2 separate regions of the Rattus norvegicus genome follow, and region 1 is linked to region 2. A link is a contact called in public Hi-C data. All regions are on one chromosome and are shown on one strand. The core of a region is the stretch at or near the end of the contact, and the rest is flanking DNA. Distances in the headings are between cores, read along the strand shown.

Region 1 (2,863 bases), core at 172-2,671, 230 kb after region 2:
GTTTAGGAAAATTTCTAGGATTCCAACAGAAGAGTTCCAGGACTTGGATTCTAGACCAAAGTAGGCACAGTTCCAGGACCTACGTGTGGCTCCTCTTCTGACGGCCCAGGAGAGCTAAGCACCTATTATGAGTCCTGGAGTTTTCATTGCTGCATTTTATCCACTTTATATTCATAGTTATGTTCTCCATATATATATATATACATATATATATACATACATATATATATGGACTTAAGAGACAGGAAAACATACCCCATCCCTACAGACTGTGTACCTTTCCAAGCCCTGATACAAAGCAAAACTGAGGAAGATGGCTCAATCGACAGCCTTAGGGAGATTTCAAATCACTATGGGGCATTGGGGTAAAGCCAGCCATTCAGTGGGTGGCTACGAACTTTACCATGACAGATGTTCACAGAGACTGCTTGCCAGTAATGGACACAGCTGGTAATCAGCTTGTCTCCTGCTTGCCCCATCCCTGGACAACTTCTGTGCAGGCCAGTGATTCTCAACTTTCTTAATGCTGTGGCCCTTTAATACAGCTCTTTATGTGACCCCCAACCACAACATTATCTACATTGCTGCTTTATAACTGTAATCTTGCCACTGTTATGAGTCACAATGTAAATATTTTTGAAAATAAGGGTTTGCCAAAGGGATCATGACCTACAGGTTGAGAACTGCTGGTCTAGACGGGCATGGCTGCTAGAGAGGTACGCACTCTAGGGACACGGACTGCAGAAAGATAGTTTGGCGATCTAGGTGCCTCATGGTTCATCCCCACGAGGCCTGGAGATGAGGTCATTAGGACTCAGGACCTGTGTTCCTGAGAGTGTGGGCAGGGAGACCCAGGGGTTAGCCCCATTTGGATGACCATACCTGTAAGGCCCCAAACATACAGAGGTGGGCGTTACTAACTCTGGGTGAGAAAACACTGGCCAGAGGACATATGCGTCCGAGGCTGGAAGTTGCAGGAAAGCCCTGGAAGGTTGCTGACCTCTCAGGAAGAGCCAATACAAGTTCTGTAATCTCCTGCCCTGTCTCCCCCCTCCGCCCCCCCCCCCCCCGCATCCATTGGGCCGCCCCCGTCGGCCAGGTGTTCTTGTCTGTTCCAAGAGACGAAGGAATTGTTTGCTTGGTCTAGTCCACAACAGGTGGGCGACGGATTCCAGGGCTTGTGGTTCTTCACACGTCGATGCGGAAGTAACGAGGCTCTGCGTCTCCACCCTTCTGAAGCCATCTTGCACTAACAGCCCAGAGACTTCGCACGGGAAAGCGGTAACCAGCCTCTTGGGAACGCACTGCTATCCTCCAGTCGCTAGGGGGAAGCATTTGCGCTACGGCGCATGCGCTTTCCTGGCTTCAGGAGGCGTCTTGGCGTTCTTGCTGGCTTCCGCCCCAGGTGAGCTTCCGGCGCGGAGGTCACGGACAAAATGGTGCCCCCGGTTCAGGTCTCTCCGCTCATCAAGGTGAATCCCCTTCACCGTCACTGCGCGGTGCTCACAGCCCTTGTATGCCCCCTTTCCCTTCCCCTCCCCTGACTTAGCATTGCCCACCCTCGAGACTGCCGGCTGTGGTCTCCAAGCAATCCCCGGCCTGCAACCCTTGCACACACACCCGCCCATTGCTCCCTTTCCCAGTCCTCCTCCATCTCCGACCCTGCGATCCCCTTGTCCCACCGGTGTTCCTTCTGCTCTAACGTTTTGTTCTGCAGTTCGGCCGGTACTCCGCTCTGATCCTCGGCATGGCATACGGCGCCAAGCGCTACAGTGAGTTTGGGGATTGGGAGGGCGGGATTCCGGGGAGAGACACCTAGCTGTGTGACACTGCTCGGGCCAGCACCTCCTCGGGAGGGAAATAATTCTAGGCCAGAGGGGAGCAGGTGGGGACAGCTATCCGGAGATTCTGGAGTCGGCTTTTTCACGAAGCAGCATTTTTAGGGAAGAAGTTAATTGCTTCCACTCCCCAGGTTACTTAAAACCCCGGGCAGAGGAGGAGAGAAGAATAGCAGCGGAGGAAAAAAAGAGACTAGATGAGTTGAAACGGATTGAGAGAGAACTGGCAGAAGGTATGGTTTTTAGCCCCTCCCAACACCCACGAGGTTTCTGGAAGTAGCTGCTGTTTAGTGGACCAGGGGCTACCTCATCCCGTGACGCTTTTGTCCAGTGCTGCCCTCCGTAGAGCCTGTGGAGCAGGGGAAGCACACTACCCTTCTCTTGGGTGGCATCTGCAAATTCCCTTTCCTTTCAAGAGGCTACTGCTGAGCAGGCTCTCTGACCCCTCTCTGTTGACTTCCTGTAGATTCCAGTCAGATGGAGAAGGCAGTTGGGGATGCAAGGGATGGTTTTAGTGATGAAGTTAGATTCCCTTGGAATTAGATTGTGAATTGTTTAAGAACTGAAGTCCCCCATAAGGTGGCCCGAGTCTGTATGATGTGTAACATGGTCTCCTTTCACTTTTCAGCTGAAGATGTCAGCATTTTCAAGTGAGGCGGCAGTGATCTTGCTTTTCTCTTGTCGTTGAGGATGAATAAAGCTTCATTGTGTGATGCTCTGGCTTCCTCTCATTACTGCCTTGGTTGTTTGCTGCTAGGCACCAGCTCTGTGGTTCTATCCTGGCTTTTTCTCCTGTAGGGGCTTGGGTGGGGGTGGGGTGTGTGGAGTTTCAAAGGAATTAATGATCCTTACCCAACACACATACAAAGTAAAGCTCAGAAGCATGTGAGGAGTACTGAAGGGTGCAGTGGTAAGTCCAAATTGGGACCCAGGGATGCCAGGGTAATAGAGTGGCCTAGCCTCCTGGTTGCAGCTTGCTCTGCTCTGTGCTCTTCTGCTTATGTCTGCAGCTCAGGGCCCTGCAC
Region 2 (2,882 bases), core at 207-2,706:
TAGCACTCTGCAAGTATTCTAAGTCACCAAGCCATCTCTTCAGCATGGACACATCCTTTTTATGACTTTATCCCTTCATCATTATAAAATAACTTACTCTTCGGCAGTATCTTTTACTACGAAACCTACGACATGAGAATGTGTTGGTGGGGTAAGAGCACAGGTTCAGTTTTAAATTTGTATGTGTTCATACATGAGGTGAGATCACCAGGAGACCCTAAGATGTAGCACCAGTTAAGATGGTCTTGAATTGGGATCTACTAGGATGCCATAGAAATGATCTATAATTACACGATTTAGAATTTTCCACTTGTCCTAGGTCATGCCAGCAAGAGTTTGCGGTATCAAGTTTCATTATACGCTCTAGTGGATTAATTATTCATGAGGCTTCTCATGATGTTGTTTTAGGTCTCTTGAACGCTACTTAAGCCTTGGGTTCCCTACCTTTTCCTCCTGCTTTCACGTTTATTTTCCTTCTAAATAGTGAAATCTCAGGCCACCAAAAATATCCCTTCAACTTCATCCCAATAAAAACATAGTTACCTGCAACTGCAAGCCCTATTTCCTCCACTCTGCCTCTCATAAGTGTTTCTCTTACAGAAAGGTGCTGTTTCTATGCCAACACTAAATATCCTATATTTGGTTGTGACTTGACTGTCTATTGTGCTATTCTAAGAGACAGCAGTACTCCTCTCCACTGTACCGGGAAGCCTTTAGTGTCTCTCATTGACTTTAGGCTGCTCAAGTCTCCCATCTAAGACGTTAACACCACACTGCCCTTTTAGCTCCCACACTCTCCTCCACAAATCTCCTCAGTTACTGCCATCTCTACCTCATCAGCTCTTTATTCCTCCAGGTGTGATCCACAGCTTCTACTTCACCACTTTCAGGAAACTACTGTTCACCTACCCCGTATCTCACTGTATACTAACAATCATCCTTCATTTCTTTTCTACTTGACTCTCAGAAGAACAGGTGAGTCCCCCAAAGGCATATTTAATAACATACAATTCTGGGACAGTTAAGATGGTGATTTGGGCTTAAGGATCCACTTTTTAGTCCAAAACCACATACTCTTATCTAAGGCTCAGCAGCGTCATATGGCTTCAGAAATCACGGAGGTACAGAGACGGGTGGGGAATCCCGTGATTTTGTCTCACCTGAAATGGACAGCTCTAAGTGTTTGACATCAACAGGATTCTGGGTCCAGTACTGCCAGGTGACTTTTGTACACACGTTGTGAAGCTTTTTTTTTCCCCTTTTAAATTTACGGTTTTTAGTCTTAATACTAGCGACTAGTTCATCCTCCCCCAAACCTGTGTGGGCCAAAACATAAGTATCTGGCTGCTTGTCTGCAAGATACCCTCCTCTCCTAAACCCGGCATTAGGGGACACTAGAGTGGGCTTCAGGCCTCGCTTTACCTTGAGGCGTCAGGCGCGAGCGGCGGGCTCTGGGGCTGTCCGCAGCGCGCGCCCAACGTCCCGCGACGCTCTAGCCACCGAGGCTGGACCCGGGCCAGCGGAAGCAACCGGACGAGGTTAGGGTCAGATGGCGACGGCCCTTACTCCGTGCCTCCTAGGAGCTTGGCGTCTGTAGGCTCGCGCCCTCTGCGCCTGCGCCAGCTGCCGGCTCTGCAGAAACACGTGCCCTTCCGCTTGCTGCGTCAGGGCGGGGCCGCGGCGTCGCGACGCAACTCGCTCTCTGACTTACGTCACGGCGCGGGCGGAAGATGGCCGGGTTGGTTGCCCGCAGCTGCTAACCCGGCAGTGCGGAGCTGGAGCCTGGCTCCCGCTGCCGCGAAGCGGCCGTCGCCATGTCGCTGCTGCAGTCTGCACTGGACTTCCTGGCGGGCCCTGGTTCTCTTGGCGGAGCTGCCGGCCGTGACCAGAGTGACTTCGTGGGGCAGACTGTGGAGCTGGGCGAGCTGCGTCTGCGGGTGCGGCGGGTCCTGGCCGAGGGTGAGGCGTAAGGCGTCGCCAGGCCGCGGGAGGCAGAAGCTGCCCAGCAGGGTCGCTGCTGGGGTGTGGTTCAAGTCAGGGCGCGCGAGGGTCACCGCTTTAGGCCTAGGTAGCAAAGAGGATCGTGTCCAGGGTGTGAATCGAGTCTGAGACCGAGAGAGTCACGACTGAGGTGTGGGTCAGATCAGGGCCGCGGGGAGTCATCTTTCTGGGCATAGTCTGCCGGAAAAGTCACGGCTGGGATGTAAATCAGGTCATCGCTACGAAGGGACACCGCCGGGGTGTGTGAGTCAGGACGGAGGGGGTCTTGCCAGGAAGGGAGCCCACAGGGAAAAGTGGGTTAAGGCCTTTGGTGGTGACTGCAGAGGATAGGCTACTTCTGGGTTGAACACTTCCTGGTGGGTAGAGTTAGTGCAAGGGACATGCTAGCAGGTGGTTGTCCAGTAAAGGAGGCCTGGGACTGGAGGGATCACCTCTACGTAGCGCCAAAGCTGTATCTGGGGCATATACAAAAAGATTGAAAGGTGGAGTCAAGAGGAGAGCGGAGTCACTCTGGGGTCATAAGCCGTTGTTACTCTTTGTATCCTATGCAGCGTTGTTGTTGCATCCTGAGGACTGTCTTGAGGTGGAAGTGCTTGTGCTGAGTTCTGGGGCCTGTACAGTCTTCCCTTGCTTGGGGAGGTAGGGGATAGATTGTGGGACCCTATAGCCTCTTTTTCTTTTATGGCCTAAGTGTTTGCCTCACCTCTTGAATTTTTCTGTAGTGACCTTGTATAAGTTACAGGAAGCAGAGCCCGTTGGTGTAACCTTTAGGAACCTGCTTGATAGACAATTCCATAGTTATGTGTCTTGACGCCAGCCTAGTTTGTAGGTTCCTCACTCAAGATCTGTAATCAGCCTGTGTGGAGGAGTTTTCTCTTCTG

What was found. A called contact is a pair of places that touch in the nucleus more often than the background predicts.
Region 1: a Hi-C map of psoas muscle shows a contact between it and region 2, with 1.5 times the contacts expected there. The contact joins the promoter of Atp5me here to the promoter of Tmem175 in region 2. A contact is called at or near these places in 2 of 12 Hi-C or Micro-C datasets (the A7r5 cell line and psoas muscle).

The regions. Positions count from the first base shown.
Region 1 is chr14:1,463,439-1,466,301 of GRCr8, forward strand. It overlaps Atp5me (ATP synthase membrane subunit e), which reads left to right and starts at 1,422. Exons shown (of 4, transcript NM_080481.1): 1 at 1,422-1,472; 2 at 1,718-1,772; 3 at 1,973-2,071; 4 at 2,467-2,550. The coding sequence starts at 1,437. The coding sequence ends at 2,492.
Region 2 is chr14:1,232,562-1,235,443 of GRCr8, forward strand. Tmem175 (transmembrane protein 175) reads right to left here and starts at 1,457. Exons shown (of 11, transcript NM_001013991.1): 1 at 1,423-1,457. It overlaps Gak (cyclin G associated kinase), which reads left to right and starts at 1,711. Exons shown (of 28, transcript NM_031030.2): 1 at 1,711-1,959. The coding sequence starts at 1,815.